Linked DNA regions of Rattus norvegicus: region 2 is linked to region 1. Evidence: chromatin contacts called from public Hi-C data. All regions are on one chromosome and are shown on one strand. The core of a region is the stretch at or near the end of the contact, and the rest is flanking DNA. Distances in the headings are between cores, read along the strand shown.

The links. Hi-C and Micro-C count contacts between places; a contact is called where the count stands out from the background.
Region 2: a Hi-C map of the A7r5 cell line shows a contact between it and region 1, with 7 times the contacts expected there. The contact joins two enhancer-like sites. A contact is called at or near these places in 12 of 12 Hi-C or Micro-C datasets (the A7r5 cell line, the Rat2 cell line, Schwann cells and 7 more) and 1 of 1 datasets of contacts at active chromatin or transcription factors (oligodendrocytes).

The regions. Positions count from the first base shown.
Region 1 is chr19:65,787,734-65,793,367 of GRCr8, reverse strand. No RefSeq gene overlaps it. Among named protein-coding and RNA genes, the nearest start is that of Irf8, 91 kb to the right of the region's middle. Within about 2 kb of position 2,122, at least 1 of the 93 cell types and tissues checked has an H3K27ac peak or open chromatin away from gene starts, as enhancers often do. A contact at or near this core is called in the A7r5 cell line, where this site is marked.
Region 2 is chr19:66,067,603-66,073,236 of GRCr8, reverse strand. Mthfsd (methenyltetrahydrofolate synthetase domain containing) reads left to right here. Exons shown (of 8, transcript NM_001401041.1): 8 at 1-285. Among named protein-coding and RNA genes, the nearest start is that of Foxf1, 7.8 kb to the right of the region's middle. Within about 2 kb of position 3,531, at least 1 of the 93 cell types and tissues checked has an H3K27ac peak or open chromatin away from gene starts, as enhancers often do. A contact at or near this core is called in the A7r5 cell line, where this site is marked.

The DNA of each region.
Region 1 (5,634 bases), core at 873-3,372:
TCATTTTATGTCAACCTGACACAAGCGACATTCATCTGAAAGGAAGGAGCCTCAGTTAAGAAAATAAGATTAGGCTGTAGGTAAGCCTGTAAGGCATTTTCTTAATTCACGATTGATAGGGGAGGGCCCGGTCCTATAAAGAAGCAGGCTAAGCAAGCCATGGGGAGCAAGTCAGTAAGTGGTGCCCTCCATGTCCTCTGCATTAGCTGCTGCTTCTCTCTCTCTCTCTCCCCTTCCCCCTTCCCCATCCCTCTCCCATCCCCCTCCCTCCCCATCCCTATCACCCCATCTCTCTCTCTCTCTCTCTCTCTCTCTCTCTCTCTCTCTCACACACACACACACACACACACACACACACACACACACACACACATACACACACTAGCCAGACCTATCTCTGACAATTGTTTCTAAAAACCTAACCTTCATTTCCCTCTGCCCCGCTTTCCCCAACCCCAGGAGCTTCTCCAGAGAGGGGCTTTGAACTCAGGCTGCCTCAGCCCCTCTTATGAAATTTCTGTATGAGACACCAACCTTTGGGCAACCAGGAACCAAGAGGTGTGCAGCTTCAGAGGAGCACAAGGATGCTGTGGTGGCTGCTCTTGCTTGTCAACCTGACTACATCTGGAAGGAACTAAAACCCAAGTGGCTGGGCGCACCTGTGAGGGATGTTTCTTAACTAAGTCATTTAATGTGGGAAGGCCCACTCTTAATCCAGATATTTTGAGGCAGGAAGACCCACCTTTGATGTGGGCCATACCTTCTGGTGAACGTCTATACAGAGGACAGGGAAGAAGGAAACGTTTGCTTTTTGCCTGCTTCTCCCTATGCTGCTGGCAAGACCATTCCTCTGTGGGCATTAAAGCTTACTTCTTTGGGATTCCGGTGTTTACTGAAGATCAAGTTAGATGTCCAGCTTTGTGGACTAATGACTAAATATACATAGTGTCTGTGCTTCTCTGTGTGTGTGTGTGCCTTTGTCTGTGCATCTGTGTGTGTGCATGTGTGTGTATGTTCATTCTATCAACTCTGTTCTTCTAGAGAACCCCAGCTAATCCAGACTTCCAGACAATGTTGTTTTGTTTTTGTCTCGCTTATTTCTGTGAGGTGGCCTTTCACACTGTAACCTAGAACTTACTACTTAGCCTAGGCTAGCCTTGAACTTGCAGCAATCCCCCTGCCTCCACCCTCTGAGTGCTGAGACAGCAGGCATAACCAACCTATCAGGCTTCTAATGACATGTCTTAATAGCAGGCAAGTTCCCAAGATGTCACCCAGAAAAACATCAGCTTGAAGCCTCCAAGAGCCAAGGGCTAAGTCGGTGCCTCCTGACCAGGAAGATCACCTGCGTCAGAGATGATGATATTCTCATCCTGTTTCCCAGGAGGCTCTGCTCTCAGGGCCCATTAGGTCCCTGGTTCCTCTCTACTTTACCTGGGTTTCCCACCTGCAAATTAGACACCATAGTGTTTTCCTCCAGCTGAGAGCAGATGAAACGGCAGATGCTGAAGACACCACATGAGTTAGGGCTCTGTGGGTTATGCAGCTTGAGGTCCCAGTGAGCACAGCCCTCTTCCTGCTTCTGAGCAAAGCAGGGCCTGGGGAGCCATAGGATGCTCCGGTGTCTGCTGTACCTCTGCCTGACAGGTAGGGGGAGCTCCGGCCACCCAGCACCCCAAGGAGGGCGAGCGGAGCATCACAGCTTCCCCCCTGGCTGGTAAATGAGGCTTTGCCTATGCTGTCTCATCCCTTGCTTAAAGCTGGGGTGTAGCTGGCCATGTTGGCTCCTGTTAGTAATCTCAGCATGCTAAGAGAGTGAGACAGGAGGATTGCCATGAGTTTAAAGCCCAGTGTTGTTGAAAAGCAAGGCTTTATCTCAGACAAGGGGTGGAGGGTGGTGGGGAAGGCTAACACCTGAGCATTAGAGAATTAGAAAGGATGCCTGAGGTGCCATAGGCTGCCAAGGTCACACTCCTCTGAGTACCATTGTGCCCATATTACAGATGGTAACACTGAGGCTCAGGGAGGTCAAGGGACTTTCCCTAAAGTGGAAAAGCCCAGCCTTCCTGGTGCAGCCACAACCACACCGCCAGCAGTGATTCATAGGCGTTTGTGCTTGGTGCATGAACAATAGTTACCTCTAAATGTGCTGTCATTTGGGGATGGGATGGCAGCAGAAAGGCCGAAAACATGTCCAGCAGTTCTCAGGCATCCCTTGAGAAGCAGGCACTGTAGCTGGGCAGGAAGGAGACCTGAGGAATGTGGCTTCTATATGGGGGAGGGGAGCAACCTTCTCCTCACCAGCAGGCCCCTAAGGCTCTGGGGATTAAGATGGCTTGGAGGAGGCTCTCCGGGGAGAGCAGTGTTGGAGACCTCCCCTCCCCCTTGCTTGCTTCCAGGATTCTGGAGCCTGCTGCCAGCCAGCAGAAGCAGAAGGGACCTCACAGGGTGCAGGCATCAGCAGAGACCGACAGTGGGCTTACACCCCTGTATGCTGGTGTGCCATCTCCCCCGCCCCAGTCTGCTTCACTCAGCCACAGTGTCTAACATCACCACAGAGAAGTGGGCGCTCCCACCCACTCCCTCAGCTATGTCCCGGGTGCGGAGGCCAGGAGGTGGCTGCTCCCTCCCTCTATAACCAGCCATAGTTAAGCACACGTGTGATGCCAGCTCTCTAGAGAATGAGGCCAGAGAGTTGCGTAGAGTTCAAGGCCAGCCTGAGCTACAAACTGAGAGCCAGTCTCAAAACTCCAATAATAAGTGAATGAAATCCCCCACGAGAGTCAAGGCTCAGATGTGCAAAGACAAGCTGCTCCCGGCCTTGAACACCTGCCCTGGCCACCCACCCCAGCCTGTCTCTGGTGGGAATCTTGGCACACACACTCCAGATGGGTCCTTGGATCTGAGAGTTTTGGCTTCCGGAAGGTCACTGGCAGTCAGGGTGCCCTGTGCCCTCCTGGCCTGGCCTTACCCACTGTCTCCTCCTCTGTGTCCGCTCACTCTGCCCTCACCAGTCTAAGGACAGAAGAGTAGCACCATTAGGGTTGAAGAGAAGGGGCAGGTAAGTGCTCAGAGCCGGCCAAGGCAGCGGACTTCTCTGCCTTCCTTTGTATTAACCTGGAGGTTTTCCTACTACAGATAAAAATAAGCTAAACCATTGTTTTAAAGTAAAGAGAAATGAAGAATCGGAGAGGGAGAGGAAGATTATGGTCATTCCTGGGGGGTCTGCTCAGCCCCAGTCCTACCACCTCATACCCACAGCCCCAACGCAAGGTCGGCAAGATGAAAATTTCAAAGTTACTTGAACTCGCTCTTGACCCATCATAGTCCTTGCTCCCAGAGAGTTTGGTCTGAACACAAATGTCCTTCATCAGGAGGAGATGGTGTAAACAGGAGCAGTGATATCTACAGTGCGCTGCAGAGAGTGAATCCGTCTGCTCCTGTTGTCTCCAAACAAAGCCAAGCATGAGGCAGGGCTCGCCCACTGCCAGGACACCGAGGCAGGCAGGAGCCCAATGTTGGGGCTCCCTGCCTGTTGGTGGACGAGCTAACATCATACCTCAGGGTGTCCCCAGGCAGCCCACCTGGGCTACAGACAACATGGATGCCATGATGAGTTTCCAAGCAGCTAGATGATGACAGAGCCTGGGACAGAGGCTCTGGATAGCAACGGAAGAGGAGGCTCAGATGAAGAGGAAGGCACTCTCGAGGAGTTCCTCTCAAAGGAGGCAGCTGGGAGGCCTCCACCAGGGCACTCGTCTGCTGGTGCCCATGTGTCACAGGGAAGGAGTTCTCTGGCTACTCCGCACTCAGTCCTTTTTGGTACAGCCTGGGACAGGCAAAGCACCTGCTGTCTGCAGGGGATGTCTCAGGCAGATGTGGGGAAGGGCACCTTAAGCCACTAAGGAGCATTGAACACCACGAATAAGCCGGGTGTCCCCGCAGTGGGTCTTCATATGTAAAATCTGCCCTGGAATTGTGTATGCTCCAAGGCACTGTGGCTCCTGACCTGGCTGCTTCTCTGTGCCCTTCCCTGCACTACCCATTGTAACAACAGCAGGGAGGACATTTTCCTAAAGCTTATTTGGGATTCAGTGAAGAATTGTGAGCCTTCTTCCCGGCTCTTTCCCTGGAGAGGAAGCCCTGTAGGTTGCCAACAGAGCATCCAAATAGTCCTAACGTCCAGCAGCCACCTCCAGGCCTCTGGTGACACCTGTGGCCTGTCAGACCTCACATCCTTGGTGTCCATCGGCAGCTCTAGGCCATCCCAGCCTCTGTGATAGATAAAACCACCCAACCGACTTGTGGCTGGACAGACCCGAGACCTTGGTGATCGGGACCAGGCTGACCCCTGAATGGACTTTGCCCTTCCTGTGCTGGTATGTCCCCCTTGTCTGTGTGTGGCCCACTGCAAGAACTCAGCTCTCTCCGAAGAGATGACTGGTCTCCCTCTTCCCCTCCCCCTCACCTTGGGACACCCAGGTCGAAGCTCTTGACCTCTGTTGATGGCCAGCCATCCAAACGTCAGCAGCCCACCCACACCTCCTGCCTCTGACGGTGTGACACACACAATCACAGCCAAAGAGGTGAGAAAGGCTAGTGGCCTCTCTCTGTTCCCACCCCCCATCTGCTCTGCCTTCTCCCCACCATGATCGCTCCCTCGAAAGAAAGGGGTCCCACCATCTGTCATCACACAGAGGGCACTGTGACAGGTGGACAAAGGGGAATCTGGGTCTTTATGGACAACCAAGAGACCAGGTTTAGGGGCACAAGTCCTTGGGAGGCAGAGGCAGGCAGATTGCAATTTCGAGGCCTGCCTGGCCTACAGAGTCAGTTCAAGTTCGTCCTGGATAGCGTAGCAAGGGCAGACTGGAGCTGGGGTGCACCACACTCATTTGCAACCTTGTCTACACAACCACAGAGCAGACAACCCAGGATAGAGCTTTCCCAAAGCACCTTAGAGCTGGGCTGAGTCAGGGCCACCCAAATCCAACCACCTGGGATAGGATCTAGGGAGACCTTCCTGCTGATAGTGGCACCCAGCATCTGCCCTCCTCAAAGGAGACAGACACCAGCTAACCCTACCTCTGTCCTTCACACATGAGAGGGCATGTCCAGTGTCACAGGCAAGTTTGTCAGGAGAGCTAAAGTCAGCTGCCCTGACCTCCCAGCCATTGCTTGGGCTTCTCTGGCTAATGGAGCCTCTGCTGAACTAATTGTCGTGTCCCCAGCCTGTGTGCTTCTGGAACCACTTCCTCTCTGCAGAGCAGGAAATGAAGGGAAGGACTGCCCTCCCTGCCTGTGCTTTGTGACCCTTCCCAGGTCTGCTGTGCAAGGTCAGAACCACGACCATCTTGCTGCTGTTCCTTCCTGGCGGGATTGCTCAGAGGAGACTTGCTCACGTTCAGTCTCTCACCTCTCTGAGCTTCCTTTTTACAACTTGAGCTTTAAAGACACAAGAAATCCCAGGGAGTGGCAGCTACTGCTGCCTCCCCAGAGGTCTGGGAACTATTCGAGTGGCAGAAGAGACGTCTTAGTGGTCAGAGGACTTGGGTTCCGGTCACACAATCTCGTAGAGCCTCACGAACATCTGCAATTCCAGTATCGAGGGGTCTGATGCCCCTTTCCACCCTC
Region 2 (5,634 bases), core at 2,282-4,781, 280 kb before region 1:
AGCCAACACAGGCTCACCTCCTAGTCCTGGCCTGATGGCGAGTCCTGGACAGCTGGGCTGCCATTACCCCCAACCCCACATCCCAGGCACCTGGGCCTGATGCCACCTTCCCCGGGTCCTGGACACCTGGCCTGTGTGTGATGCTTCTGATGTTGCTGTTCTCATGGCCCCAGCAGAAGTAACGAAAGGCAGCCATGCTCCTGCACCTTTTTCTGGGCTCTCTGACTAGAACCTCAAATAGAAGATATGTCCTAAAATAAAGAGAACATCGATTTTATTAGTTACTTTTGGATTTTCTTTTGTGTTTTGTTTTTTGAAACAAGGGTTTCCCTGTGTAGCTGTCCAGAAACTCACCCTACCGACCAGGCTGGCTTCAAACTCACAGAGATCCGACTGTTTCTGGCTCCCTCCACATCAGCTTCAAATTTCCAAACTATCAAAGGCTTTCTACAAAACAGATCTGCAATTAGACCTACATTTAAGGGCTGTGGTGTAGAGAACACCCAGTCTTTAGTAGGAGCTGCCCTTGGACTTCACACTCTGAAGTCCCTTTTCCTGCAACTGGGAAAAAGGTACACTCTCCTATTCTCCCAAGAACTCAAAGTGCCCTTTGGAGCTTAGTGCAACTTCCTAAGAAATGCTCCAGCCCTCCTCACCAGGAGCCATCCTCCCAAATCTGGCTAAAATCACCCCTGTTTGACTTGTCATCTGGAGACCAGTCCCATGCAGTGATGATGCTGACCTGCCCTGTGGAGAGGACCAGGTGGCCAGCACTGCTTGGAACAGGTGCCATTTTGGAAGAGATCCCAGGTCAGGCAGAGGAGTCCTGAGGAGCTGATCCCACTGAGGCAGCCATCTAGCCTCATGAGTGAGATGACTTAGAGTTGTAAGCCACTAAACTTGGGGGCAAATGATTGCTTCCTTGGTAATCAGTCCTCGTAAACAGTGATAGGCACAGGTAAATCATCACATACAGACCTGCATCTCCTCCGAAGAATGGCGAGTCACCAGGTATAGGTAACCTCGATTGTCATTGCAGCCGAAGATTCCTCTGGCAGCTGAGTGCCAGAAGCTGAGCTGAGTTGCTTTTTATCCCCAATGAGCAGGAGCAAGTCAGGGCCACTTGGCAGGAGAGAACCAGCCTCCTCTGGGCAGTGACTTCGGTCTTCCTACAACAGAGAAAACATGGATGTCAAGGTCACCCACTGTGCTGGGCCCGTTCTGCATCCTTCAGCTCAAGCCTCTCATCTCTAGGCTTTGGCTGCTTCCCTTTGGTGCTCCCGTGGCCACACTGCAGGTCCTGAAGACCCTGGAGCCCTTCCCAATCCTTCCCATGCTACCAAAGCCCAGAGAGTCTGGGTCACCCAAGGACCGCCAGAGAGACCTTCAGACAAGCAGATTTAAGCAAGTAGCTGCCGTTCTGCTCCCTCGCAGGGACAGGGCTGTCTTCCGTGAATGGAGTCCTTTCTTTTCCAGGACCATAAATCCAGAAGGTTGAAATGGGAGCTGACATGTGTCTGTGTGGTGTGGATGCTTCATACTTTGGTGGTTGGAAGCCATAAGCACCGCCCTAGAGGTGCTGAGCTGTGGGTAAGTCTAGCACGGCTCCCACCTGCGGGTCCGACAAACCCACCAGAAGGAGCAGCTTTCCAGAGAAGGGTCTCAGGTCAGAACTGGCCGAAGTGCTGGAGCCTGGCCCTGTTGAATGGAAAAGGCTGTCCCCAGGGGGAACACTGACCTGCCACAAGCAGCCTCCAGGCCAACTGGAAGCCGCAGCAGCTTGTCAGAACACAGAGAGCATTTAGTGGTTGAAGAATTCCAAGTCAGAGCCCCACACGGCCTGAAGGGTGGGGGTGGGGTTTGCAGTGTGTTCTAGCTGTTTGACCCTAGGTTGGGCTCACCCTCTCTGTTCTCGAGCTCTTCCAGTTAACGCTTTTGAGATTCAGTGTTTCTCAGGTCTCCCACCAGGCGCACCACAGGAGGGAAGCCAAAGGAAGAGGCGCAGCAAGGAACTCCGCCCAGTGGCGGGGAGCCCTGAACCAGCACGTCAGCTCTCTGTTTCTCCAGGGGCCACAGGGTCTCCCTGCGCAAGGTATGTGTCCAGGGGCCTCAAAGCTGCCTGGGATTGGGCGGAAAGTGATGAAATCTTCCACTTTTCTGAAGCCCTATTGTTTGTGTGACCAGGAAAAACAATTAGTTCAACTTCCAACCAAAATTATCCATCTCCCCCAAACTCCCCTAAACCAAGGTCATGGGGCCTTGAATAGGGTCCGCTCATCTGGGCACCTGGTGAAGACGCATTTCCCGTAGTTCTAACATGAACTGTGAGAAACGGACAGCAGGGGGCGCTGTCTCATCGAGAGAGATAGCGAGGGACAAAATCCCAGGGAGCTTCTCACGCAGTATCTGAGTTTCCCTCTTCTTTTCAAAGGGTCCCTAACCTTGAGCTCTCTCCCTGTTTTGACACTACAACAAAGTGTGACCTGTTGCTCCCTCCCCCGCCCCCTGCCTACCTGATGCCCTGCCCTCCTGTGTAGCAGAAGGTCCCGCATAGGTCCTTCCTTCACACACAGGTCCACTTCTTTGACCCAGCTCCACTACTGGAGTGGTGCTAGGGGTCCAGTAAGAGCCCAGGCCTGTCAGGCCCCTGCCATAGGAACCCAGAGACATCGTGTGCCTATCTAGAACACATTCCCAAAGACAGACAAGTTGTCCTTTTTCAGGGACATCTAAGAACCTGGCATTCTTCCACATGGCTGTGACTGGGAACATGGAGCCCCTGCCTCCCTGATGTGATGTCACTAGTTTTAATAAGATGCTCAGAGAGGTTTAGCACACGGTCCCTCCCCAGGCCAGTGCTGTTCACCACAAGGGCATTGAACACCAGAACTGTGTAATGCGGGCTGGGTGCCAGCCATGCTTTCTGCCCTGGCCAGGCAAAGGGCCCATTGAAAGGGCCCTGCCAGCATTATGGCTGAGTTTAGAAGGGCTAACTTTTTAAACTATATTCAGGCGGTTCTACCCCATTGTCTCTTGGGTGACCCAAGCCCAGTGACATCCCTTCACAGCGGCAGGATCCCGCACCTGCTCTCAGCAGAGCACCGCCCTGTCCCATCTTGATAATCCCTCCTTCCCAGGTTCTCCTCAAAAGTTTCTATATGAGCACCCAGGGGACTACGGACAGAGTCCATCAGCTGGCAACAGCAGGGCTGTGCCCGCCTGTCCTCTGTGAAGGAGTCTGATGGCAGGTGCCCACGGGTGCTCAGTGTGGTCCTTGTGGGCACTCAGTGTGGGTGAATTGAACAGTCACGGCCACTCCTTATCTGTTGGATCATATTCCTCCTCGCCAGACAGTATCTCACAGGTGGGAGTAGAAAGCTGGGTAGATGGCATCCTAAGAGTGAGACCCCGGCTACAAAACCCATCGTAGAGTGTGGGGGTGGGGTGGGAGGAGCGGAGAGAGAAGTGGGCAGGGAGTGAGGAAATACAAGCTCATCACTGAAGCTCCACAGTCTGATTCATCCGGTGAGCCGCAGTATTTCTTCAAGGTAGCTCAGAGTCCAGCGACTGGTACTGCCCCCACCCCCCACACTTGCAGCAAAGAAGGAGAGATCCTTCAGGAGAGCCCACATCTGAGAAACACAATCAGACAGCTGCACCCTACTGCCGCCCAGCTTCCCCAGTCCTGTGTCAACTTTAGCCTGCTGTTTATTTCCACTGTACTGAGGAGTGGAAGGAAGAAAGGGAGCTGTGGGGAGAATAGGAATGGCGGTCTTTGGAACTCTGAGAGGGAAGCAGGAGTCCTCCGGGAGCTTTGGCCCTTCTGGGCTCAGTGGGAATGGTGGGCTGGATCCAGTCTCCTCAGCACTCCCCCTCTCTGCCTACCATGGGTCACTGAGTAAAACAAGGCTTTGGGGTCTGAAAGCCCAGGGACTGAGTCCCAGGCCTTCGTGTTCTTATTTTGCCCCTGTCCTCTCTGAGTTTGGCTTTCAGGCCTGGGGTTGGGGGAGGAAGAGTAAGAGCCACCTAAGGGGGCATTTTGAGGACGGGCCAAGGTGTCTCCTGTGGAGAGGGCGGGACTGTGCAGATCAGAGTGTCTCCAGACACTGTGCCTGTTACGCGGGTCATTCCCAAACTGCCACTGAAGCCAGAGCAGGCAGGAGAGGGCAGCAGAGGCCAGACCAAGCTACCTCAGCAGGGTCTCCAGAAGTTGATCCAAGAAGAGCTGACACTTCAGCCCTTACCGAGGCTCCTGTCAATCTGTGGGGAGGGCCTGTCAAGGGGTGGGGACTCCCCTCCCCGTCTCTCCCCCAGATAGTAACAGACTGGAACAGACCCCCTCTACCCCCATGTGGTGGGTCTCACAGAGCCACGGGCAGAAATAAAGTGACTTTTCTTCTCCCATCCTGAGACCAAGTGTCAGAACATTCTGGTAGTCTGTGTGGGAGTGTCAGGCCCAAACCTGCTGTTAGGTTATCCCCCAACTGGATGCTCACAGGAAGCTCGGAAGAGGAGGCTCCTGGAAAGTGTGGCTTGGTTCCTACTTGCAGTGTTCCCCATCCTTATAGTGAGAAACCCCAGGAGTCTAAAGGCCACCGTTCTGGGTGCCAGGAAAATATGTCCCCTTTCTCCTGAGCACGTCACTGCTCCACCTCACTGGAACAAGATGGTCAGAGAAGAGGAATTCAAAGATGAAGGGTGGCTTGGTTTACACAATGCCAGGTGGCCCCAGGGCAAGGACTCCAGGTCAATATTTCCACTCCCTCCTGGGAACAAAGTCACTGGTGGGGGCCTGGCAGACGGGGAGCCAGGTTTTGGTGTAGTACCAACCCTTCCCTGCCTCGGACCCTTCAAACCCAAAGAGAAAAGATAACAGTGTATAGACTGCGCCTCTGTAGGCCAGGGCCTGCACATCACTGCTCACAAACCCCGTTCTCCTTCTGCCTAGGGCTGTGGGACCCAGAGGTGGAGGGCCTCAGAGGCTGTGCACCCAGGTACGAAGGAGGAGGTTGAGGAGGGGACTGTGTTATTTACCCACAGGGAGAAGCTTTGTACCTCCCTGCGGCAGGTCCATCTCCGGGCCTTCTCCCTCACACACAGCTAGTGCGAATGCATTGTTCTGCAAGGGTCACTTGGCCATAACTAACGCACTCTCACTGTGCGCTGAGCGGACAGTAAGCACTCACAATTTCGCGAGCGACACTCGTGCTGCAGGTGCCGGAATGCTTTCTTGGGCACCGAGGTAAGAGCTTTCTACCACGAGCTAAGCCAAAATGTGCCCTGCAGAAACCCGGGTGCCACCAAAGCGGCGGCCAGAGACCTCGGCCCGCTGCTAGGCGATTTTCCCGGCCGAATCAGGACGTTCTAAGCTTGCCTGGATCCCGGCCCTCCTCCGGGGAAGGCCGGACTTTCCCTCTCACCCTCCGGCGACAGATCAGGCGAGAGGCAGAGCCAGGCCCCCATCCCCTGGGTCCTGGCCAGTTCTGCTCCAGGCGACTCTGGGTGACTTCCACCCAGCTGACCCTGATGTGGGGGAGCTGGGAAATCCCACTGAACCCCCGCACAAGAGCCTGGTGATAAGCCGGAATCCGGGGTCCGCCGCAGGCCGCCGGGACACGGATCGGATCCGGGCCG